6 separate regions of the Mus musculus genome follow, and regions 1, 2, 3, 4 and 6 are each linked to region 5. A link is a contact called in public Hi-C data. All regions are on one chromosome and are shown on one strand. The core of a region is the stretch at or near the end of the contact, and the rest is flanking DNA. Distances in the headings are between cores, read along the strand shown.

What was found. A called contact is a pair of places that touch in the nucleus more often than the background predicts.
Region 1: a contact with region 5 is called in a Hi-C map of the G1E-ER4 cell line, with 6 times the contacts expected there. The contact joins the promoter of Arhgdib here to the promoter of Etnk1 in region 5. A contact is called at or near these places in 1 of 39 promoter capture datasets (pre-B cells) and 2 of 484 Hi-C or Micro-C datasets (CD8 T cells and the G1E-ER4 cell line).
Region 2: a Hi-C map of B cells shows a contact between it and region 5, with 6 read pairs. The contact joins the promoter of Wbp11 here to the promoter of Etnk1 in region 5.
Region 3: a Hi-C map of B cells shows a contact between it and region 5, with 6 read pairs. The contact joins the promoter of Ergic2 here to the promoter of Etnk1 in region 5. A contact is called at or near these places in 1 of 39 promoter capture datasets (pre-B cells) and 1 of 484 Hi-C or Micro-C datasets (B cells).
Region 4: a contact with region 5 is called in a Hi-C map of B cells, with 6 read pairs. The contact joins the promoter of Sinhcaf here to the promoter of Etnk1 in region 5. A contact is called at or near these places in 1 of 39 promoter capture datasets (pre-B cells) and 1 of 484 Hi-C or Micro-C datasets (B cells).
Region 6: a contact with region 5 is called in a Hi-C map of CD8 T cells, with 6 times the contacts expected there. The contact joins the promoter of Strap here to the promoter of Etnk1 in region 5. A contact is called at or near these places in 1 of 39 promoter capture datasets (pre-B cells) and 1 of 484 Hi-C or Micro-C datasets (CD8 T cells).

Annotation. Positions count from the first base shown.
Region 1 is chr6:136,939,366-136,943,528 of GRCm38.p6, forward strand. It overlaps Arhgdib (Rho, GDP dissociation inhibitor (GDI) beta), which reads right to left and starts at 2,391. Exons shown (of 6, transcript NM_007486.5): 1 at 2,286-2,391.
Region 2 is chr6:136,825,917-136,830,249 of GRCm38.p6, forward strand. Wbp11 (WW domain binding protein 11) reads right to left here and starts at 2,300. Exons shown (of 12, transcript NM_021714.4): 1 at 2,104-2,300; 2 at 85-193. The coding sequence starts at 148. BC049715 (cDNA sequence BC049715) reads left to right here and starts at 2,927. Exons shown (of 3, transcript NM_178776.3): 1 at 2,927-3,153. It overlaps Smco3 (single-pass membrane protein with coiled-coil domains 3), which reads right to left. Exons shown (of 2, transcript NM_001039558.2): 2 at 4,015-4,333.
Region 3 is chr6:148,209,680-148,213,646 of GRCm38.p6, forward strand. It overlaps Ergic2 (ERGIC and golgi 2), which reads right to left and starts at 2,695. Exons shown (of 14, transcript NM_026168.4): 1 at 2,291-2,695. 4732416N19Rik (RIKEN cDNA 4732416N19 gene) reads left to right here and starts at 2,609. Exons shown (of 2, transcript NR_015615.1): 1 at 2,609-2,751.
Region 4 is chr6:148,944,142-148,948,308 of GRCm38.p6, forward strand. Sinhcaf (SIN3-HDAC complex associated factor) reads right to left here and starts at 2,329. Exons shown (of 6, transcript NM_019643.4): 1 at 2,151-2,329. It overlaps 3010003L21Rik (RIKEN cDNA 3010003L21 gene), which reads left to right and starts at 716. Exons shown (of 2, transcript NR_144294.1): 1 at 716-2,279; 2 at 2,796-2,988. RefSeq lists an enhancer at 2,492-2,526 and a cis regulatory region at 2,507-2,513.
Region 5 is chr6:143,164,548-143,168,716 of GRCm38.p6, forward strand. Etnk1 (ethanolamine kinase 1) reads left to right here and starts at 2,683. Exons shown (of 8, transcript NM_029250.2): 1 at 2,683-3,089. The coding sequence starts at 2,934.
Region 6 is chr6:137,733,453-137,737,819 of GRCm38.p6, forward strand. It overlaps Strap (serine/threonine kinase receptor associated protein), which reads left to right and starts at 1,630. Exons shown (of 10, transcript NM_011499.3): 1 at 1,630-2,014; 2 at 2,878-3,013. The coding sequence starts at 1,903.

The DNA of each region.
Region 1 (4,163 bases), core at 1,141-3,640, 6.2 Mb before region 5:
TCTCCCTCCCCCTTCTCCCCCCCATTTAAAAAATGCCTCCCCCCCACCTTTTTAAAAGACGGGGTCTCACTCTGTATCCTTGGCTGACCTGGAACTCACAGAGATGCCCTGCCTTTCAAATGCTGGAATTAAAGTCGGGCCTCACCACTCCCACTGAGGACCACAGACTCTTCTTTCCTGCCTATGCATTCCAAGCGCGCTCTTCCAGCTCTGTTTTTCGGTGCAGAAAGAGATAAGAGTACGAATCACTATGTTCCCCCCCCCCCCACACACACACACACTGCGTGACGTTCCTCTTTCACAAATACCACTTTAAATAATCTTAAAAGACAGCTGCACTCTGGAAGCCATGACTAGGCAAAAAACTAGACACAGTCACCAAGGTTCTAAATTAATGTGAGACGTCAAAGACAATTTCATGGACACTCGAACTTAGATTATTAGACCCCCGAGGAATCCCCTGTGGAGTTTTAGTCAGCTTGGGTTGAGGAAACCAGAATATTATCAATAAAGGGCAACCTGGTAAGATCTTATTGTATGGATGAAAGTACCAGTGATTTTTCAGGAGCAATCAAGACCCGAGGCCTGCAAAACTCTACCTGGGACTCAACCCACCATCCACCAATGTAGTCCATCTCAGCAGCGAGGCTGCTGTGCAAACAAAGACATTCCACATGTGGGATTAGAGAAATCTTCTTCCACAGACAATGTCTAAGGCTATCAACTCTTTTACTGTACCACTATATGAACTGCTGAACACTTCCTTAATATTCTTCTCCATTCTCTCAGTATGAAAATCGTGAGTTTCTCAATACCAGGCTTGGCACACCAGAGGGCTCTGAGCCAACCCTGGCTGTCTTTTCTCTCTGCTTAGTTTTCACCCCACAGGGCTTCTTCTCCCTTCCTGTTAGCTCAAGTTTGTCACGGATCATATTCCCGTAAATTCCCCTCAGAGTAACTCTGCTGTTCTGAGCTTCCAGTGGAAACCAAACTGTGCGCGGCTGAGCAAAGCCTGTCTCCCTGGGACAGACCCACACTCTCCAAAATGGTGAAGGACCAAATTCCGAGGGCAAGAAGATGCCCATGAGGTTTAGGCCGGCTAGTCATGGTTGTTTCTCACTGGCAGAGTGTGGGCCACGTGGAAGGAGAGTTGATCATGTTCTATCAGAAACCTGAAGGACTCACAAAAGAATAAGCTCATTTTGTCAGTAAACTTGCACTGTGTTTGAAACGGGCAGGGGTACACTCTTAGAAATGCCACAGAGAGAAATGGCACCTGTTGGTGACAAATTCCCAGCCAGCAGGTCACCGCTGATCTCTTCTTGAGTTCTCATGTGGGGAACCCAGTGTGCTAAGCCTGACTTCAGAAGGCTCTTAGTGTCTTTGTGAAGGGGTGGTTTGGGGGCCTTCCTGTAAGAGTCTGACTCCCTCACCGCCTAGTGAAAAACTACTCAGAGCTTCTCAGACCCATGCTACAGTTACCCAAAATGGGGCATTTAGCACTTGCTGACTGGAAAACCTGAGAAAGAGAGGAGAGCATACCAAGTGATGCCTAGAGCCCTTCTAGCAAGGCCAAAGTTCAGACCACGACAGCTGGAAGGCCCACCGACCACGTTTATAGCTGGGCCCACGCAGACTCTCCTAGTGCCTCTCCCACAGTTTTCTCCACATCTTCTGGGTCTGCATCAGTTCCCCTTGATGTGGAGGGCTGCTTTGTTTTTTGGCAGTCACAGTGAATATCTTCCTGCCCAGCCCACTGCAGGAATTTAATTCCCCTGGTTTTTGCTAAGGGCTTAGCATTTGACAGCTCTGCACCATATTTTCTCTCCTTTCAAACAGTCTCTTTAAAGTGTGCTCAAAAACAGGAAACCACACATCTCCACCCCAGCACAAGCCGCCATCCACAGCACAGTCAGTATCAGAGGTAGGGTTTTCCTTTTCCTGAGCGCAGCCAAATTCCAGCTCCTGCCTAGCAAGGAAACCACCCAGTGCTGCCCCCCACTCCGCCCCCATTCCAGGTATCCCCAGAGCCCTTCTCTAGAACATTCTGGTAGCAGGGTACTCTCTCCTACCTCCTTCAGCTTGTCTCCCCTTCTCAGGGCTGACTTCCCCTTTTCTGCTCCAGCAATCTCTTTAGCACTTTCTTATCATGAAGTTCGGTTTAAAGAACCGCCCTTCCTAAGAACAGCAACAGCTCCTCTGGCAAGGGCAGTAGGGTGGTTCTGAGATTTCCTACAGGACTCTGCGCCCACCTGCAGCCTCCCCACCTCAGGCATTCAACTTACATTCCAGGCTCCAGTCGGCCCTGTGTCTCTGGAGGTTACCTCTGTCTCTCAACTCTGACTGAGGACTGGCAGAACAGGAAGGAAGTTGAGAGAGAGAGAGAGAGAGAGAGAGAGAGAGAGAGAGAGAGAGAGAGAGAAGAGGAAAAAATGTTTTAAACCTACTTGACAAGGAAACCCTGGGCTGTCTCGATATCCTGCTCTGCCTATCTTCCGATCAGCCGTCTGAGCAGCATTCTTGACAATTAATGACACATGTGGAGCAAACCAGCCCATGTGACATAGATGCATGAGTGTGCATGCTGGGGGAGGGTCCCTGTAGCTGTGTGTGCTTTCAATGACTGGGTGTGCGTGTCTAAAAGCCATAATCTCGGGGAGAGACATAGGGCCCCTAAACAGAAGTAATAGGCTTTATTGTGTACTACAAACTTCTGCTCCTCTAAGGCTCCTGTCAGCTTTCTTTTATTTATAATTCATTTATTTATAGTAAGACAACTTGCTGGTAGGAAATGAGGAGTAGAAATTATGAATGTTAAATGTATATACTGGGTGCTCAATTTAAATAATTTGTCTTCAGACAGAGGGTTTTTTTTTTGAGCTTTATTTATTGGTCCTCATTTGAAGATGTTGCTGTGTATTATTGCACCACAAGCCTTCAAACGAAATAAACAAAAGTAAAAACAAAAGCAAGAACAAACACTGTTGGTTATATCTAGGAATGTAGATTGTAAATGCAGCTTCATTAATTCCTCATCTAACGCAGAAATCTGTGACAATCACATGGATGCTAAAATTGACTTTGCAGCTATTTGAGGAGTGGCTTGTGAATAAATTTAAATGAGAACAAGCTGCCAACACTGTGTGCAGTCCCGTTGGAGACAGGGCTGCGGTGTCTGCGTTTCGATGCTTTCTCTAACTTGCTCCTAAGCTGCGGTCAACAAGGCATGCTCGTTTATACTAACATTTCAATAATCAGTATTTGTATTAATATGCGTAGTGACTGCTACCTCAACCAAGGCACTTGGGGAAAATGGCACTTTTCCTCTCTTCATCCAAATAGGCTGCATGCTCTTCAGTTATTTTGAACGTCGCTGTGAGTTGTGTCTGGTGCTGAGATGTATTCAAATGCTAAGTACTGGCCACCAAGATCTGGTTGTCCCCCAACATCTTCAGTAGACCAAGTGATGCTATGTAAATCTCATTCCCCAATTGAAAACTATTGGCTAGATAAAAGTGGTTACAGCCAATTACCAGGTAGAATAGAGGCAAGTGGGTTTTCAGTTACCAGGATGAGGGTCGCAGGTAGGGACCATGGGAAAAAAGAGAGAAGGAGAGGAAGAAGAGAGGACGAGGAAGGAGAAAGGAAAGAAAGAAAACAGGAGGTCTCCATTAGACATGATGAACCAGGAGTATGTGGCCGTGAAATGCCCCGCCCACCAGGATAGACTGATGGAGCAGAAATAACCTGGGATGTGTGTGGGGGGCGATGGGGGAAGACTCAAACATCAACTACTTGTGGAATCACAGTTTGGAAAGTAGATAGTCCAGTGTATAGAAAAATAGATTAGATGTGACCCCACCCACCCACCCAATAATTGTGCTAAGCTGATTAAATAAACTCATAGGACTTTGCCTTGATTATTTGGGGGCTGTCTGAGTCATATTAATAGACAATAGAATTTAATAAAATTAATTGAGAGACTACATTATGCCCTTAGAGTAAGGAGAACTGGAGTGATCCTGAGACTGGCAGTCATATGGTCAGACATGGGCTTCTGACCTAGGGAACATATAAGAAGGAAATGAGGGAGCATTGTGGGCTGTGTGCTGGACAATTTTATGTCAACTTAACACAAGCTATAGTCAGCTGAGAGGAAGGAA
Region 2 (4,333 bases), core at 1,050-3,549, 6.3 Mb before region 5:
ACCCCACTCTACCAACGCTGAACTTAGGCCACCATGAAAGAGTCTGCCAGTTTTAACCCTTCTACTTCTTCCTTCCGTACTTACGGGCTTGGTCTGTGGGGTTCATAAACTTCCCACTCTTGGTGGAGGATGTTGATCTTCGTCCCATGGTGACAATTTATATGATTTACTTCTTCATTAAAAAAAAAAAAAACTGGAAAGAAAAGATATAAAGAACTCAGTTTTGCTGTATGTGTAAAAAGACTTCCTTTTACGAATTTGCATCAATTTCTGTAAAGAAATATCCCTTTGGTTCTCTACTTGTAAGACCGTGCTCTTTAATTTTGAATGAAGCATCCAAGAAATTATTTCTTTACCTTTCTTTTTTTTTTTTTTTTTTTTTTTTTTCGAGACAGGGTTTCTCTGTATAGCTAGCCCTGGCTGTCCTGGAACTCACTCTGTAGACCAGGCTGGCCTCGAACTCAGAAATCCGCCTGCCTCTGCCTCCCAAGTGCTGGGATTAAAGGCGTGCGCCACCACGCCCGGCTTTCTTTACCTTTCTTGACCACAAAGAAAAGGCTAGTATCTGTACTAGTCAACACAGTGAGAATATCATTAACTACTCAAAAGTTTAACCCTTTCCTATGGATTATATAGTGCTGTTAACTGAATAAAGAAATCAACAAGAACTTTGCACTTATAATGCTATTGTTTGGAATATAGACTGAGCCATATGAGACGATCTCAAAACAAACCAAAACCAATTGAGAAATATTCTAACAATGCAATGCAAACCCTGAGGACATCTTTCCGACCTGTATAAGGGGATATGAAACAGGAGTGGAGATAATGAATCTGGGTTAAAGACAAATACATGCTCTTTACTTTCTCCTTAGACTGCTCATTCCACACGCCAGATGGCAAAATGCAATCCATTCAAACATATTTATCTTGATTTAATACCAAATCAAATGATTTATGACTCTCAAACAAAAGAAATAAAAAATGAAGTATTAGAACTCCTCAAACTTAACATTAAAGTATATTCTTACTAGCACATATGACTCCTGATTTATGTATTTTGAGGGAATTAAAAGTGGTAGTCACGGTAGGGAAATATTTTAAGGCCAGGCTTTCATTATTATCACTTCTTTCTCTTCCATTCCAAATGAATGAAACTTCCAAAAATTAGCCTTGCCCATAGTAAAAAAAGGAACAAATATTTCCTGTTCAAAGTGTGCGACACTTTCCTACAGGCTACATCTCCTGTGGCTCCCCCTTTAAGCATTAAACAAATCTACTTTCTTTCTACATTAGGAAAGGGAAGATCCCGAGGTAAATTTGAGACTCTAATTCCCTTGGCTCCTTAGGTGGGACTCTGTAAGTTGTTTTAGTTAATGCTTTTTTTCATCAAGCGTTCAGCTGGCCGGCTCCCTGCTGCTTCCCAGATATTTCAGAACTGATCGGTGTCGATTATGTCATTACAGATGTTTCTCTATCAGAAAGCAGAAGGGGCAGGAGTTTGGGAAGAAGGGAAGAGAAGGGTACTGACTATAGGGAACTACAAAAAGGCACGGATACAACAAATTCTATTTTTGATCTTTTCTTTAGTGTTTCCCTTCTTAAACCAGCCTCGGGCTCTCGTTTTGACGCCATCCCATCACACACACCTAAAAACCAATCAGCTACGAGTCAAGGAGAATTTTTACAAGACCATAGTGCCTCTGCCTGCAAACGTTGGCAGAGACAAGGTCAAAAGACCATGGGAACCCAGGCAGCACAAACGCAACCCGACCGGTCCGGTCCGGTCCGGGTCCACTCCAGGAGGCCTCACAGCAACTGCCGAAACCATAGCGACGGTTGATAGCGACTCGAGCGGCTAGACGTCAGCCCGCCGCCACCGGTCGCCGCACTCGGGCGGTGGGTCTGACCCGGCGGGAGATCCCGCCCGAGAACCCGTCGGACGCAGTGCCAGGCCGGCCCCGAGCCCTGAAACCCGAGGCTCCCGCCACCCCGGGCCCAGCGGAGGAAGAGCGCGGCCTCTGGGCCTGGTGTTTCAGAGAAGGCTTCGCAGGCCCCGGGGAGGGTCGCGGAAAACGGAGCACCGAGTCCCCACGCACTCACACGACTGCGAGGCTCCCGGGACGGCGAGAGCAGCTAGCGGGCGGTCCCGGAGGACTCTCTGCGAAGGGGCCTTCACCTCTGCCCCTCGGTCAACCACCCGGGAACCGCCATCTTGAAACCTCGCGCCCCTCCGCCAGCTCACGTCACTTCCTGTTCCCGCTGGCCGCGATCTCACCGCGTTGCCAGGCACTGGGCCCATAGAGCGAATACAACAACTTCAGAGCCAGAGGTACTTCCGCTCTCATTCACTATCCGATTGGATAACTATAGGCCAAGAGACCCGCCTCATTCCAGAGTATTGTAGATTGACACTAATATAACCCAATAGAAATAAAAAGTAAGGAAGCTGCTATTTGATTGGCCAATTGTTCTCAGAATTCTGACGCATTTCCGCAACTGCTTCTCTCTGGGGACACACTAGGTAGCGGTATGCGTACGCTTCTGTGTCGGCCATTGGATCTGTGTTAGTTGTCGTGTGTAAATGGATGCTGTTTTTCAGGAATGCTTCCATAGAAAACAAGTTAGGTAATAACACTGGGCACCGAGTCTAAGGTGCTCAGCAAACATCAGCCCTCTAAACCTACAGCATGTGATGAACTGAACAAATAGTTCCTAGGGGAGACTCATAAATCTACACGAAAATGTATATTTTAAAAGAGAAACGGTACATTTGTCGATTTTCCAGAGGAGAAGTTATTACATAACACTTCAAATGAACTTTGCATCAACCCAAACTCCTTTATGATGTCATTGCACACTCTAGATTTATCTGAAGTCTTCCTTTGAGGGTTCTCTAGAGTCACAGAACTTGTGGATAGTCTCTATATAGAAAGGGACTTTGTTATGATGACTTACGGTCTGTAGTCCACCTCCCCAACAATGGTCAGCTGTGAATGGGAAGTCCAAGGATCTAGGAGTTGCTCAGTCCCACCAGGCTAGTAGATTCCAACTGATGGGCTGGCAAGTAAATGCAAGCAGAGGAGGAAGAGAAAAACTTCCATCTTCCAATGTCTTATAGATCTCCAGAAGAAGGTGTGGTTCAGATTAAAGGTGTGTACCGCCACGCCTGGATCTGGGCCTTGTACTCAGAGATCTTACCTTACTCTCCTGGGGATACATAGCCACTATGCCTCAAGATTTCCATGCCAAGATCAAGGTCAGAAACTTGTATTTCCCAGCCTCAAGATCTGGATCACAGGTGAACCTTCCAATTCTGGATTGTGGTTTGTTCTAGATATAGCTGATAACCAGAAATAGCTATTATATTTCCCTTCTACATCCCCATTCCTTAAGACTCCTCCCCATCCTTTCCCCTTAAAGGTAAGCATTTAAAACGAAATCTTCATAAAGTGTGAACTTGGTCTGTCTCGAAAAAAAACCAAAAAGCAAAACAAAACAACAAAAAACCAAAAACAAAAAAACACAAATCAAAAAACCAAAAACACCCTCACACTTGGTTATTTTTCAACTTAGTTTCAGCATCCTTAACAGAAAAGGTCCTAAGGGAATTTTTGACATCAAGTACTTTGAAAGAACTGATTGAGGTGTATATTAATTTTTAGGATGTTGTAGATAGGCACTAATGTTACAATGAATTAATAACCAATAGAACATTTACAATTTATATTAAAACAAATGTGTTCCCTAACAATGTAACATCAGTACCATACTAAAACTACCTTTGACTTAGTGGGAAAAAAAATAAGTATTCAATAAATAATCTGGGCTGGCCACCATCTCCCTATCCCTCTGTCTCATTGTTTAGATGGATTGAATTACAGTTAGAAGCCTTGATGCCTGGGAATGTCATTAATTCTTGTTTTGATTACTCTTTGAGTGTCAGTAATAGCAAGACCTATTAGTTCATAAAATAAAAACCAGGTAATAAATTTAGAAAGTGACACAAATTGTGATATTTTGAAACTAATTTATAAAACCAGTGATAACATAGAAATTAATACATTTGGAAAAGTTATGTGGCTAGTTAAAATTCTTCATCTGCTTGTAAAATTTTCCTGAGATATACTGGATACTTTATACCAATGATTTATTTTTGTCTTTGCGTTAAAAACCAAACGACTATAACCAGGACTATCTCAACATTGTTACATACAATGGTTTTTGAAGTAGACCCTAAAAACGGCTTAGTGAGAATGGTTAGATAAAGGTTTAGAAAACAAATGCTGTATCTAGAGAAACTAAGTTCCATCAATAGGCCTCCATGGCCTCT
Region 3 (3,967 bases), core at 1,445-3,944, 5.0 Mb after region 5:
CTCTTATATACATTTCCACATTGTTCCATAAAACCCAGACTTGGGAGTTTCTGCATGATGCTTCTGTCTACTGGCAGACACTGTGTTTACACCACAGTGATTTCCAATACTACATCTGGTTTGTTTGCTATCTCCCATAACTGTCCTGTATATTTAAACAAAAGTAAAACCTCAAGGATATGGTGATAGCAGCTAAGACAATACTTAGAACAACTGCTTAAGATACGTAAGAAACAGGATACAGAACTGAGGACACCACACACACCTGCTTTTCAAATTGAGTTTGATTACTTCTGCAAACAAACAAACAAAAAGGATTTATTTTGAAATGAAACTTATTTAATGAAATTTATTGGGGAGGGGGCACCTGTACCATTGCACTCATGTAGATGTTAGAGAACAACAATTTATCTTCTATTACAAATGTTTTGAGTCACCTTCTATTTATAAAATATATTTTTAAAAAAAGTCTTTGAAAACGTACTTAGTTGAAATCATAGTGGATTAGGACGATCCCAAATTAAAGACTGATGGATGTCCTTTCAAGTCTGTGTGAAGACCCAATATACAAGGGAGATGCTATACAGAGAGAGTAGAGTGACCTGTTGTCCTGGGTTGCTCAGAAGCCAGAACACCAAAGAAGCACCATGTCCCAGGCCTTCTGAGAAAACAGGGCCCTTCCACTATTTTAAGCCTCCCAGTTTACAGTAAATGGTCTAATCTTATAACTTTCTTAATGATTTAAAAAAAAAAAAGTTCCTGGGACAGCAAGTAATATACTGTACAAGCTTTGTGACCGGAAAAACACAAACCAATCAGCAAACTCTCTTGCTGGGGACTTCTTACTAGCTGTTATGACAAATCTGAGGGTCTTCAACTTCTCAGAATTCCTTCCAGATTATTATCTAAAAGGGTAGGACATATGGGCTGCCAGTTATTAATCAAAATAGAAGTGGGGTGTTAGTTGGGCAGTGGTGGCGCATGTCTTCAATCCCAGCACTTGGGAGGCAGAGGCAGGCGGATTTCTGAGTTTGAGGCCAGCCTGGTCTACAAAGTACGTTCCAGGACAGCCAGGGCTATACAGAGAAACCCTGTCTCGAAAAAAACAAATCTTCTTCAGTCTCTACTGAAGCACTTCTCTGGCTTTTTGAGGTAAGTATTACTATAAGATTCTCATTTTATTGGTGAGGAAACTAGGGCACAAAAGTCAAAAGACAAGCTGTCATTAAAACACCAAATTAAAATCTAGGAAAACTATTAAAAAGAATTTGTAGCACACACAGTCTAAAACCAACTTCTGTTTAAAAATGAATTATTTAAATGGCAAACCCTGGTGAAAATAAATGCTGTTTTGTAAATCTTTGTTGTTCATGTTCTAGACTACAGTGACTTCCTTTCAGAAGTCCTCTAACTTGCCATGTTTCTTTAATGTGTACCTCCGAAGTGAAATCAGGTGTAATACTCAGCAAAGCAGTCAAGTTTACTATCTGAAAGAAAGCTGCTTCCCAGGACCCTCACTACAAAAGCATGGAATTTCTATTTCTCAGGATCTTCCTCTACAAGCTGGAATAGTAACTTAAGGTTAACTAATAAGAAAGGTAGGCAAAGAGACCTTCCGCAAGGCAGCAGCACACTCGTTTCTTTAGGTACGGACGTACACTGGAGGTTGGAGAAGTGAAATTCGGAATTACAACTTCAAACCAATGAAGAATGCCTAATTTAACTATCTTTAATTGCTTCCGAACGAAAGCCTATCTCGAAACACCGAAACAGCTGTTACTTGCCTATAGCCTAGGGCACCGAATTGCACGCCTAAAGTTAATGACACGTTTGCCCGTAGATCTCCGAGATCTCGTCTACGATACCCACGGCGGTCCCGTATCAGGAGCTGAGCCGTCATCCCCTGGATGGGTCAACAGCTGACAAACGGGACACACACACACCACCTGCCTCGGCGTCTGCGCCCGCCCCGGCCCCTCTCTAGGCCCGGCTTTTAATTTACGGCGAGAGTGACCACGGTGCTGGCAGGGTCGCTGCTGTCCACGACAGCCTGGACGAGACAACGAAGGGCGCGGCCGATCACCGAAGCTCCCTGGCCGCGGGCGCGGACGCCGGCGGCACTCGGCAGGAACGCCCCCGGGCAGCGGAGCGGCTCCGCGGCCAGCTGCTCCGCAGAGCCGCGACGAGTACAGGCCAGTGCCAGGCCTGGGAGCCCCCTCAGCCGCGCCCAGGTCCCCGTCCGCCCGTAACCGCCGAAGGAAACGGCCCCGGCAGGGTTTTAGCGTCTTACCTAGTGGTACGGTCCCAGCCGACCGCCATGTTTCACAGAAGCCCGGGTCGCCCGAGCCCGGCGCACACGAAGATCTCGCGAGAACAAGAGCAACTCTCACGGCTGACCATGTCCGAAGGGAGCGCAAATGGAGAACTCGCGATACTTTCCGCGTTGACGGTATGTGATCTAATCAAGCGGCGCGGTCAACCTGAAAGGGGCGTGGCTACGTGGAAACTAAGTGAAAATAGGAGGCCGGTCCCTTTCCAGGAAGGGGAAGTTACCTTCCGCCTGACCCCGAGACAAACCGACTGGAACGGCGCTCCGCACTACAGACCGGAAGTGATCACCAGCCACCTTAAGGCGCCGGCCACACTGCAGCTCAGGTGGTTGAGAGGCCTCCGGCTTTGCGTCTTCATTTATTCCGGTCTACAACACCTAAACCTCCCTTGTCGGGCGTGGAGAACGGTTTCGATTATTCGGTCAGTGTGCTTAAGGATTCCCTAAAAGTAAGCTACGCAAGAAAGCCCGACAGTGTGTGCTCATGGCCCTTCACAGCACAGGACGGAATAGAGGGGCTTTGGAAAAAAAGTTGGCTCCGAAATGCTGGAGAGGAACCCACTCAAGCTCCCGTCCTACCCATTTGCTACCAAATTTTACAGGCACGCGTTGTGGTTTAAAAACAGTTTTAAGGAAAGCGTACTTATGACGAATGTCTACACAGAAAGCACTGTTTTCTCTAATCTTCACAATACTATTGCCAAGAAATACCACTATTTACTTGGTTAGTAGGTAAGGGTTTGAGTTTTAAGAGGGAGGTAAAGAGTAGTTAAGAGCTGTCAAAGAGAAACAGGCTGGGAGATCTTGACTACAGATTGACTGTGTGTATACTCCTTTACTGAAAAGAGACCCTCATCCTTCAAACCAAGGACAAATGCATGCACTCTGGTGGCAATTTAATCTCCAGACTTTCAAGACTACTCCAATTAATCATAAATTCCTATTTGACTTAAGGTTCGTGGATAATAAACACAGCCTCAAGCCAAGATTACCTAAATTAAATATCCAATCTAACTTGTTAATATCGTGACTTTGAGCATATTGCATTTCTTTGTATCTCTATCCCCTCATCTGTCAAATGGGCATAATAATGTGTTGATACATGTCTAAAATGCAAACTTACCTCACTTGTAATCTATCGGCAGCTCCTCCCTGTCGTCTCCATACCCAGGTCTACAGTGTATAGGCTGTAGCTTGGATAAAGGCAGGACTGTTGTTCATTTAGTTACACCTGATCCTTTGTCTCCAGGGCACGTTTCCTTTAGAGTAATAACGATCCCCCTGAGAGTTGGGTTTCACAACATAGCAAAACTAAATAATTTGACCCTGCTATTTTTAGAAAAACAATTTTAAAAGCTAACAAGCATAAAAGTTAATTTTTCCCGAAGAGTGAAACTTCTTAACCAATGAATCAATCATTTAGCTTCTCTGGTTTTCTTTAATGCTTCTCTTTCTTTGCTTCGTTTTGTTGTTTTGTCTGGTGCTTGGCATCAGATTTGGAGCCTGATACAAGTGAAGCTGTACCACTGAACTACATTGCCAGGAAGACCTGCCTGACTTTATAGGTTAATTTTCATATTATTGGTGGCATAATATATGGGAAACAGTCTGCTTTTTAGAGACTCCATCCCATTATGT
Region 4 (4,167 bases), core at 1,079-3,578, 5.8 Mb after region 5:
TACTTTAAATGCATTTATGCTTTGCGGGGACTCAAAAAACGAACCCCAGACTTTCGCGTTCAGTTTTGCAGCACAAAAACCATTAAAATGATTTTCAAGTCTGACAAACTTCAGTTCAAAAGCAGATGTTTTCCGGACACTGCTAGAAACAAGTTTTACGTCCACCTCTCACTAAAAAAGTTGCCGGATCCTTCTTTAGAAAGCATTAAGAGAAGACCAAGAGCCTACTTGAAACGAACTCCTAACATGGAGGGGGAGGGGGGACACGGTGCACGTCTGGCTCGTAGTCATTCTTCACCTGCAATAAGGAAAGGTGAGAAGAAAAATAACAAGAGGCGGACTGGGGTGCTGGTTACCAGAACTGCTCCGTCTTAAAAGCCGCCCAACCCAACCTGCCCTGCGCCTCGCCGGTCGCCCCACGTGTAAACACACAAAGGCTGCACGCACCCCCAGTTCCTCAGTCTCCACTTCCAAGAGGGGCAAGAGCCGGCGCCCCGAAACTTCCCCGCGTGTAGTCGGAGGTCCTGGGTAGGGCGCGGAGCTCCACTCCTGGAGGGAGCCCAGCGCTCCGGGGTCCCCGGGCACCACGCGCCATCCGCCGCCCTCACCTGCGCTGGAACAACGGCCCGCGCCCCGCCGGCGCCGCCCGAAGGCCGCGCCTCTGCTCCCGGGCCGCTCCGCACGCTCGGCCTGACGTAATTCAAACATGGCAACAGTTCCACTTCAAAGGCGGATGCACGGACCTCCCAGACGCGGCCTCCCGTGCCTCGGAGCCCCGGCCACGCGTGCGTCCCGCCGAGCAGCGCTCCGTCGCTCCGCATGGGTGACCCGCAGGCCGAGGCGCCCCCACGGACACAGCCTCGCTGAGCCGCCGCTGAAGTTTCCGAGAGGACCTAAGGGACAAAAGCCGCCCCGCGCCCCGCCCGGCCCGCGCCGCTCGGGCACACGCGGCCCTTTGTTGTCCGGCGGCATCGGCGACGTCGGGGCGACCCGGACCCGCGCCCGGGGACCCACGCGAGCTCGGGTATCCTGAGCCACTGGTCCCTGGGGCCAAACTTTTGCGGAGTCCCGGATGAGAAACGCCCAGAGGTCCCCGCCGCCGTGCATATGCTGCGAGTTGGCGACTTTCGCTGTGCTTTGGAAACTGGCAAGACGCCATCACCAGGAAATCACATTGTCCTGCTCCCGACAGCCCCGACGGCGACCGCAGCCCGCGGCTCACTCCGAGCTGGACACTGAGATGTAGCACGGTCGCGGCCCTAAGCACGTGGCTTGTCAGGTGAAGCACACACAACAAAAAGGGAAAAAAAAAAAAAAAAAAAGAGTTGGGTGCCTCAAGCAGCGGACCGCGCCGCCGCCTTCATCCGCACTGTTTGGTGCCGCGGGCCACGGCCACCCCTCCCGTGTCGCCCGCACCCACGCTACAGGTGACCAGACGGACAGCGAACTTTGGGCTGCAGAGACCACTCGGCACCGGCCGAGTGCAAAGACCGCGTGCTGCGCGCTCATTGTCGCAGCCGCGTCCCTGCGGACTTCTCCAACAACGCCACGCCGCGTGCGTCGCGCCATCCCGGCGCTGGCCCTCACCAGCTGCCTTCAGCCTGTGTGGCCGCCGGCTCCAGGAACTGGCAAGTTAGTTTCCGAGCTCCGGCTTTGTTGTTCACCCGCGTGCAAACACCGTCGCGAGCGCCGGGGTAGCGCAACACGCGGGTGCACGCGGAGCCCAAGCCCCTGGCCAGAGCAGAGCCCACACGGGATCTGCGACCCCGACCCTGCTCTCCGGGTCTGCAGGAAACACTACGACCTAGAAAAGTCATTGTCACTTTCAGCGTGGATGCAAGTCCGCCGCAGCTCGTTCGTTTCCACGCTGCACTCACTTTCCCCACACCCTGACTTTCGGTTTACCTCAAATATCCTCCTCAATTAAGAAGCGCATCTCCAACGCCTCTGTACAAAAGAATCTGGAGTCCGGAGAGCACGAGGGCAGCGCTCCCCGCAATGCCATCTCCAAGACAAAACTTCCTGTGTGTTTGTGTATGGGAAGGACGGAGGAGGCGGGGGAGGTAAAGGGAGGAAAGAAAAAAAAAAAATCACAGAAAACAAAACCTCGGAGACAGTTTTGCACCGATGTCCGGACTAGAATCACTCACCTTCCACGCGCAGCAGCGTCCCCACGGTGCAAACTGCACCAGGCCAACCTCCTGCAAGCACTCCCTCCGCCAGCGCCGAGTCCAGAAAGATTGTCTCCAGCAGTTCTTCAGTTGCTACCGCGAACGGAGGTATAGATTCCGCTTTCCCTCTGCGCAGGCGCGGCTCCCGGGACCAAATTCTCTTGAATCGAGCTGATTTGCATACGGGCGCGTGCGCGCCGCGGGCTGGGCGGGGAGAGGGCAGGGCGTCCGCGCGCGTTCCCGCGGCCTCTATTGTCCTTTTAAGGGGAGAAGCGGCGAGGCGCGGGAAACGCGGCGGCCCGCGGGGACGGGGGCGGGTCCTGCCTACTCCGCAACGTCACGTAAACAAACGCCCTCCCCAGCCCCCGGGGGAAAAGGAGGCGACGCGGGGGCGTGGCAGGACGCGAAAGGTGTAAAGGTGAGCGTTGTCCTCACCGAATGGCACCCCTTAGGAAGCTACTGAGCTTGGAAAGTTCTGGAAGCTGCTTTTGCAGCATTCGCGCACCTATGCCCAGTTTCTGGCTTGAGGTGGCAGAGAAAGTTGTCGTGGAACCACTCAGTTTGTACTTGTTCCTGCCTTTCCTAAACTCTGTTTGAAGGTGAGCTTTACATTTTGTCTTTCAGGGCCTGCCTGGCTTGTGAGACTGCTCAACTGGTACTTTCAAGTCTGATCACCTGAAGGCAATAACCAACTTCTGCAAATTCGCCCCGCGCACCACATGCACACACAAATTAAAATTTCAATTCTCCAACAGAGTTTTCGTTCTTTGGGGCTTTGATGATAAATTGTTTAATAAAGTCGCATTTTGAAATGGTCCATTCAGTAATTCCGTCTTGTCCCTCTCAAACATGACCCAACCCATAACTGAGTGGTTTTGCTTTGCTCACTTGAACTGAAGTTTTCAAGCCTCTGCGAATTTCATGGTGGTAATTACCGTGGGAATGGTGCCACTTTCTGAAAACACACAAATCCTCCAGCCGTGAAGAGCTCCTCTGCCCAGAAAAACCACTTGTGAGGGGAGAAAGTGGAAGCAAAATACACACTATTCCTTGTGGAATATACGATAATCGAACATCAAAATGTTTCTAAAGAAAACCTAAAAGGGAGGTGATTGTAGAAGAAAGGGAGTAATCTAGAGAAAACAAAGAATAGGGAGGTTCCAGACAATGAGGAGGGAGGAAAAAGGAGGAAGACGCTTAAGTAACTTTTCAGATGAAAAAGTAAGAAATGAAAATATAATTGTGATACTCCTTAAGCCCAGCGACCCATAACACCTGGTTCAGTGATCCTGGGAGGATAGGTAGGAAAGAGAATGTTTTTTCACCAAAACTTGATACTGGTCCTTTGCTGCAAAGTATGGAAACCAACTATAAAAACAAACAAAAAAAAAAAAGACAAGATTCACTGCTTTTGCTGTATGCAGATTCAAACAAATATTTCTGAAATGCTACTTTAATTCAATAGCCAATTCCTAAAACACAGTTTAAACCTACTTGTGAAGACCTCAACGTTTTTTTTTTTTAAAGTTCTGTAACACTCTTCCTGTAAAGGAGTAAAATAAATAAACCTGACAACTGTCACTAAAATACAACTCTTAAAGGCAAAGATTTTTCCCTTATGTTTGTATTCAGGCACCTAAAACAATGCTCACCACATGATGGATTCTTAGTAACTGCTTATAAAATATACTTGAATTTTTAAATTTTCCTATTGGTTTATTGCAAGTTAAAATACCTTACAGTTTTTGCATTTGACCTAAAAGGAGTTTGGGGGCTTATAGTGAACTTTAATTGACATCTTTGTCCTTAGGTAATAAAATTTTACAGCTTTAAGAATTTTTTTTCCGGGCTGGTGAGATGGCTCAGTGGGTAAGAGCACCCGACTGCTCTTCCGAAGGTCCGAAGTTCAAATCCCAGCAACCACATGGTGGCTCACAACCATCCCTAATGAGATCTGACTCCCTCTTCTGGAGGGTCTGAAGACAGCTACTGTGTA
Region 5 (4,169 bases), core at 1,433-3,932:
AAAACCCACAAAACGGACCAAGTCTGACGGGAGGCAGAGGCAGGATGGTCACATGCTCCTACCAGAATTTGGCGGTTTTAGTCTTCTCAGTTTTAGCCGAATCTCACTGTTATTTAAAGTTACAGTCCTTAATGACTTAGGTTGTTGCACATGTTCTCAATGGATGCTGGCTTTGCTGTGTGTCTTCTTGGTAAATGCTATGCTCCTCTGAATATGCTAACGGTGAGTTTTTCCTGGCATGTTATCACATGGTTTTTTTTTTTTTTTTTTTGGTTTTTCGAGACAGGGTTTCTCTGTATAGCCCTGGCTGTCCTGGAACTCACGTTGTAGACCAGGCTGGCCTCCAACTCAGAAATCCGCCTGCCTCTGCCTCCCGAGTGCTGGGATTAAAGGCGTGCGCCACCACGCCCGGCATCACATGGTTTTAATCTCAGCATTTAGGAGTGCAGAGGCAGGTGGGTTTGTGAGCTCCATATTAGCTTGGTCTACCTAATAAATTCCAGGCCAGTTAGGGCTGCATAGTTAGAATTCTTTTTCAGACTGAGAGGGCCGGAGGGGGGGAGGGACAGAGAGTGGGGGGTGGGTTTGTTTTAATCACAGCACGCAGGAGGCAGAGGTAGGTAGATCTCTGTGAGTTCAAGGCAAGTTTCAGGTCGGCCATGGGATGCCTACAAAGATTCTTATTTTTTTAAAAAGGAAAAAGAACTAGTATGTTTGTTTGTTTGTTTGTTTGTCTGTTTAGAAACAGGCTCTCGTATTTCCTGAGTTCCTTATGATCATCTGTGGTGCCTCCCGAGTGCCAGGGTTACCCTGTGCCTGACCTTTTGCATGCTTTCTTAAAATTTTATTTTTAATTTAAATTGAATTTGGTGTTAGTTGTTTAGTTATATTCCATATAATTCTTAAAAATGTAACGATTTAATAAGGAGATACTACTCAAAACGTAGAAGTATTAGTGTGTTCTGTTATTTTAGTCTCATTAGATAGAATACATAATCTAGTGTGTCCTGTAATACTCCCCTTACCGTGTGTGTGTGTGTGTGTGTGTGTGTGTGTGTGCGTGTATGTGTGTGGGTGCGCTCAGGGTACTGAAAGTAGGGCATTCTATAGTGGTTTTTTTTTTTTTTTTTTTTTTTTTTTTTTGAGTTTTTCAAGACAGGGTTTCTCTGTGTAGCCCTGGCTGTCCTGGAACTCACTTTGTAGACCAGGCTGGCCTCGAACTCAGAAATGCCTGCCTCTGCCTCCCAAGTGCTGGGATTAAAGGCGTTCACCACCACTGCTGGGCTACATAGTGGTTTTTAAAAACACATACTCAAGTCTGGAAAATGGTCAATAAATTTACAATGTTGCAAAAATGCAGGAGTGGATTTCCCACTTTTTAGTGTAGGAAGTTTATCATTATCTCAGACTTATTTGTGACTTACAAAGGTATGTAGCCTCATTCAGAACAATGAGAACATAAATGTGTGCTAATGGGTAATACAACATTTGATCATTCACAAGTTATTCACTTGTACTCAGCCCCGGGGAGGCCAGAAGTCAAGGTGAAAGTCACCTCCATTGTCTCCGTCATAAAAGGAAAGCACAAGGGCGGACCAAAAACTTGTAGATGATCCGGTTGCCAGTATTTCTCTAACAAGCAAAGAGCAGAGCCTTTCTGATACAGGAGGTTTCATGTAGCCGTGCGAGTCCCAGGACGCGCTATGATTTAGCATGACAGATCTAATTTTCTTTCCTTCCAATTCCCTCCGAGTCTCTACCTTATATAACCGGCTTTGAATAATTCTCAGCAACGTCAACTATCTGACCCTTAAAATGAGTGTTTCAGTCGTCTATTATCGGTCGGCTGATGACTAAGTATATCCCGGGCAAACCTGGAACTCACTATGTAGCCCGGCTGGTTTGGAACTCGTGGCAATCCTGCCTTAGGCACCTGAGAACTAGGACAGGTATAGGTCATCACACCACTGTCACCGGTTTACTCTCACTTTACGTAAAGTTTGCCCCAAATACTGTGATTTCTATGTACCGTCAAAGGGAACTGGGTTGCTGAACCAAGCAAGCATGTAGTTCTGTGCACACAGCTTCAGGAACAAGGCGAGCAAATTAATCCAGCTTGGCCGGTTGAGGCCAGGCTAAGCTCACAGCTTAAATTTAGGGTTATTTCAGGACGTGCCTTCTGCGTCCCGTAAGAACGTCAGCCCTAAGTAAGCAGAGCCCACGACCCTAGTGATCTAGAAAGGTGACGCTTCCTTGACTCCTGACAGGGCTGGGTAGCACTCCACAGCTCATCGGTAGAGTTCGAAAGGGCTCGGCAGAGCTCGACAGCGCTCCGGCAGAGCTCGGCAGAATTCGGTAGGGCTCCGGTAGCGCTCGGGCAAGGCTCGTTAGAGCCCCGGTAGGGCTCGGCAAAGCTCGACAGTGCTCCGGCAGGGCTCGGCAGTGTTCGGCAAGGCTCGTAAGCGCTCCGGCTGGGCTCGGCCGCGCTCGGACTCCTTCGGGTGCAGGAGCCCAGCCAACCCCACAGTAGCGGAGTGCCTGGCGGTGCGCGCTCCCCGAGACCCCGATCCCCAAGAGCCCCGAGGCCCGCCCATTGTGCCGCGGGGTTCGCCACCCCGCCAGCCGCCTGACGCAGCCGAGGCTCCGCCCCCGGCGTGACGCTAGCGTCAGGCCAGTCCCGGCATGCTTCGCGGCCGCCCGCGGTCTAGCGCACTGAGGCATCTTCCCGAGAGCGGCCGTGCCTCCGCGTCTCTGCACTGCGCACCCCGTCCGGCCGCCCGGTTGCCCCCGCCGCCCGCCCGTGCGTCCGAGCGGCCGCAGCCCTCCGCCGAGGGCGCCCCGGGACGGAAGGGTCCAGCAGCCTGCCGGCGCCCGCCGCGCTCGTGGTCGCCGTCGCCGTGGTCGTCGTGGTCGTGTCCGCCGTCGCCTGGGCCATGGCCAATTACATCCACGTCCCGCCCGGCTCGCCCGAGGTGCCGAAGCTCGACGTGACGGTGCAGGACCAGGAGGAGCAGCGCTGCCGCGACGGCGCCCTGAGCCTGCTGCGGCACCTGCGGCCGCACTGGGACCCCCGGGAGGTGACCCTGCAGGTGAGGCCGGACGGGCACCGGGTTTCCTTCCCGAAGCCGCCGCGTCAGCGACGTCTGCCCGGCCCCTGAAGAGGCTCCCGGGGATGGCTGCCGCGGCCCTCGTCATGCCTCTCCTCCCAGACCCCGCAGCCCATCCGCCTCCCGCGGTCCTCTCCGCTGCCCTCCCTCCCCTGCGCTTCCCTCCCATCCCTGCCTTATCCAGCCCGAGATCTTCCCACATCCCCATCTCCGAGCCGCGGGAGAACAACTCCTTTCCAAAGCGGAATGACCGGGGACCTGCTGCTGCCCACGCCAGGATGCTAGGGAACGCTATGCCGTGCGTTATAGGAAGGCTTGAATTGGAAGGTTTCTAAATTTGTAAAGTCTTAGAAGAATTAATGCTCAGGGTTGGAGTGAGCAGTGGCCTGGGAATATTTTCGTGAGTCAGTGGCTTTAAAGACAAAAATTCTCAGAAGGATACCCCTACCCCCGAAAAGCTAGGATTAGGAAAAAAAAAAGGCACTTGCAAGTTATGATCCACCATACCCACAATTTATCTGGTGTAATTGGTTATAGTTTTTTCAGTGCACAGCTTGTAGGATTACTAAGGTGAATTTCCTTTTTCCTTGCAAACAAGCCAAATTAGTAAAATTTTAACGGTTTGGGATTGTTTTAGATTTGAGCAGTAATTTGTATTATTCAAGACGTCTGTCATTTTGATGACTCCAATACATTGTTGGGGGTTTATACAGGATTTATTGATTTAAGTTTTTTGCTAAATTTTTTTTTTAGTATAATTAAAACATGAGTAGTGTCTAGGCCCCAGAGCAGTTCCTGACACTTGGGGGCTTTTATGAGTTTTAGTTTCGATTCTTGTTAGAAGTGTTCTGAGCAGCTGAAAGAGACCGACCCATATGTTTTGGGGAAGAAACTTGTTAGACAAAAGACTTTGACATTTAAGGTGTGCCTGTTGGCCAAGTATATAGGAAATAGTTGATTCAAAATGATTTTTATGTATAACTTGGAAGATTATTGCATTTCCTTTAAGGAAGTGCTTTTCAAATGGAAGCATATCTGTTTGTGTATTTTTTGCAGTGCTGG
Region 6 (4,367 bases), core at 380-2,879, 5.4 Mb before region 5:
GCACCTTGATTTGATCTGCAATCATCAAAATACTACTCTATTCCGTAACCGTGAACAATGACTATATATCAAGAAAAAAAAATAAAAGCAGAATAAAATAGGGCTTTAAAGAAGCCCTAACAGATGACCAAATCCCAAAGGTATGATTAACAATGAGCATAATAAGATCCCAAATTAATAATCATGGTGTGTGAATAGTTTATCTATCATGAAGTAGGCATCCACCTTCATTTATTTTCAGATAGCCTATTTGTGGAATTTCTTTCACAGTGATCTACAGAGCATTTTTGCCACCCATAGATCTCTTCATGTAGAGAGGATTTGTGTCACTTCTACAGTGTCTATTATAATGCCAACATATGCTTGATATGCACTTTAAAAGTAGTGTGTGCATGTGTGGTAGGCAGAAGTCAGTCTTAGGAGCCCCAGGAGCCATTCACTGTTAGGTTCCAGGCTGATACAAGAGGCTTTCAGAAAGGGGAAAGGGGATACCAACTCTATGCCTTTGACCAGGGTCAGACATAGCAAAGTCTGGAACCAGGCCCCCCAGAGTTAAGATTTCAGTCTGTGAGAACGTGACTTTTCCTCCTAAAGAGACTGGAGTAGTCAGTCCCAGGCCAGTGTGTGCTTGGTCTGTGGCACACATGAAGTATTCTGTGTTCCTTTTGTGCAACACTGCTTGGTTAGCTTTCTGATGACTTCGTCCCACTGTATGATAGGTTTTTCTGTTCCATTTTCCCCATACAAACAGTATATAAGATGCTGTACATCTTAATAAATTAGCTTAGCATAAGACATAGTTTTAGGGAAAACCTCCTGACCCCAACTTTCCTGTCTTCTTTATTTCTGATCCGTTCGGTCCCTCCTCTCAGGAGCCTCTCAGTGAAGAATGGCTCACTGGTCCAGATGCATCTACACTCTTTTGTTTTTGAGATGTTTTTCACTCATACTTGGAACTCACTGATTGCTATGCTGGCTGGCAGGGATTGGTATCTTTTCAGTGCTGCATTCCAAGCATGTATCACACCATGTATAGCTTTTTTTTTTTTTTTGTCGGTACTGGGTATCACACTTCATGCTTACATGGCAAGAACTTTAGCCCAGTAGACTGGGGTCTCTCCCTCCCCAGCCGCAGTGATAGTTGCTAGAGCCACTGAAAGAGCCCTTATCAGTTAGGTTGTCACGGATCCTTGCTGAGCACTAAGTGAATATTTCCCACTTGCAAATAAGCATTTGCTGGCCATCCACTAAACGCCAGTCACTTATCTGTCACCAGGATATAAATGTTGTTAGCATAACCACTCTATTAGGGAAGTCATTACTGTTTGTGAGTTGTGACGGTGTATGCCGGGAGGGGGGTGGGAAGGAGAGCGACAGAATGGTTGCTACTGGGTAGGCAGTTAGATGTGAGATGATTATGGAAAAGTGTGTCTGTAGCTTAGCAATGAGAAGGTTACAACTCTACAACAGCATCCTACAAGGGACGGACTCGGCGGCTCCCAACACTGGGTAGCAACGGGACGCCGCGCGCTTGACGTCGTCAGAGCAGCATGGGTTCGGTCTCCGAGCTCGCGCCTGCGCACACTGCTTCTCGCGCTGCTGCTGGGAACTACCGCCTTCCCGCCAGTCGTCACTTCCGGCTGACGCGACGCGTCGGGCGACGTCACGTCCTGCCGCTACCGGTAGGGACCGTGAGTGGCGGCAGGCCGGCTCTCCGGCGCTCCCCTCCCCTCCTCCCTCCCTCCCTGTCCCTCCCTTGGCGGCCGCGAGTCGCGGGGACTCTGGAGCCGGCCTCCTTCGGCGTGAGTGCGGGGGCCTCAAGCAGCCTGAGGCGCCGCGGCAGAGAAGGAGGACGACCGCGACCCTCGGTCCCCGCTCCGCGTCACCGCGCTCGCCGCCGCCATGGCCATGAGGCAGACGCCGCTCACTTGCTCGGGCCACACGCGGCCCGTGGTGGATTTGGCCTTCAGCGGCATCACGCCTTACGGCTACTTTCTGATCAGCGCTTGCAAAGGTGAGCTGAGCCCGCGACGGCCGCGGCTCCCGAGTGCCGACGGGTGGGTGGGTCGTGGCTGCCAGCGACAGCCATCGCGCTGCTGGGACTAGAGGGTCGCCCCTGGCCGGGCTTTATGCGTCCCTCCTCCCCACCGTTGTTAGTGCTCCCCAACACCTCGCCTTTCTACCCACACAACTACATTGTGTTTGCCAAGGATTTACGGGAAGAAGAAATTAGGCCAGGCCGAGAGGAGTGCCCTTTATGTCCTCTCACTCATTGTTTCATCCTTTGTGGTGTGAGCCTCATTTTTTTTTTTCCCCGACGAAAGTGTACGTTAGGTTTATGTGGTCCAAAGTAAAAAGCGGCTATCTAGATCGTTTTGACACCGCATGTCACTGGCATCCAGCCCACGGTTTTTCAGAAGTTTTTATTTATGTGTGCCTGTGTTGTCTCTATGCATGCTTGTACCTGTGTGAAGGGGTGCCCCAAGAGGAAGGCATCAGATTGTCCAGAGCCGGAGTTAGAGGCTGTTGTCAGCCTCCGTGTGGGCGCTGGGAATCGGAATCAGGTCTTGTGGAAGAGCGTTTCCCAGGTCTTTATAGTTGCTTTGTAATCCGAGTTTGCAAAGGTGATGAGGGAGGCCTCTCATTCGGTCCCAAAATTGCTTATGCTTCCCAGGAAGAGTGGCTACAACTCCTTAGTCCCTAGGTCACTGAGACCATATGCACAGACCAGGATGGGGACACCCTCCCCCACGCCCCCACGGCTTAATGGGAGTAGGGGGGAGCAGTCAGAACAACGGTTTTCCAGTAGTTTGCTGCTCAGGATTTGGTATTACGTTGCATGCTTCTAAATCACAGATGTCTGAAAATATTTTCTAGATGGCAAGCCCATGCTCCGCCAGGGAGATACAGGAGACTGGATTGGAACATTTTTGGGTCATAAAGGTGCTGTTTGGGGTGCAACATTGAATAAGGATGCCACCAAAGCTGCGACAGCAGCTGCAGACTTCACAGCGTAAGTGTAACAAAAATGGCTAACTTCATTCTGTTTGAATTTTGTGGTGACATGGCCAGATTCTCCAACTTCACAGTTAGACATGAGGTTCTGACTCCGAGGATGCTATAGACAGTACATGGTGTTTGATCTCACCACGATTCTGTCCTGGCTCTCTGAGCATCCTTGTGACTTGAGATGTTTCAAGGACTGATGTCTCTCTCATCGAGACCAGGAACGTGGTGAGCTATACAGCTTGGACAATGGGTGCTGCTGATGTCCTTCACAGATAGTCTTGAACACTTAGTGAGTGCTATACAGTGATGTCTCCAGGCACCTTTTCACTCAGCTTTATTACTGGCTCTAGATAATCTAAAACCGGACCTCAAATTTACTTTCTGTTTTCTATGGTTTTAAAGATGGCTGTCTGAAAGATTCTTAATTTTCATTAGATCCTCATTTTCTTAGTTGGGTTTTATTATTGTGAAGGTACAACATGACCAAGGTAAAGGTAACTCTTAGAGATTTAGCTGGGGCTGGCTTCCAGTTTCAGAGTTCAGGTCATTATCATCATAGTGGGAAGCATGGCAGCATGCAGGCAGAATTGGTGCTGGAAGAGCCAAAATGATCAGAAGGCAGCCAAGAGACTGTCTTTAGCAGGCAGGAGGGTGGTCTGGATCACACTGGCCAGGCTTGAGTTTTGGAACACACACACACACACACACACACACACACACACACACACACACATACAGAGTCTTCAGTCACTGTAGTAATGGATACATCGTCTCATCTCAGTTCACTTTGTCTTTTGATACAGTCTGAGATGGACTAAACCATTGCCATAATACACTTTCCCTGTTTTTACTTTGGGTTTTGCATCTATTATCAAACTGACATGATTCTCTTTAATCATTGAGGCATGTGTCATATTTTATATACTTTTTGATGTATAGTTACTAACCTGTGTGTGCTTTTAAATCAATGCAGGTAACTTTAATTTACTCTTGTGTGTGTGTGGGTTTGTGTGGAGGAAGTCAAGACAATTTTGGGGGTATGGGTTGAGGGCTCTGGTTCAGGTTGTCAGCTTGTGTGCCTACAAAAGCATCTTGATGGCCCAAAGGCAGTGTTAAGAGCTGCTGTATATGCTAGTAGACCAGAGCCTAGAGAGTGAAAATGGCCTTATTGATTCCTTGTTTAAAAGAATTTCACACTTTGGAGCAGTTGTCAATGTGTTGCCATCTTTTTTTTTTTGTTTTTTGTTTTTTGTTTTTTGTTTTTTTTTTTTGAGACAGGGTTTCTCTGTATAGCCTTGGCTGTCCTGGAACTCACTTTGTAGACCAGGCTGGCCTCGAACTCAGAAATCTGCCTGCCT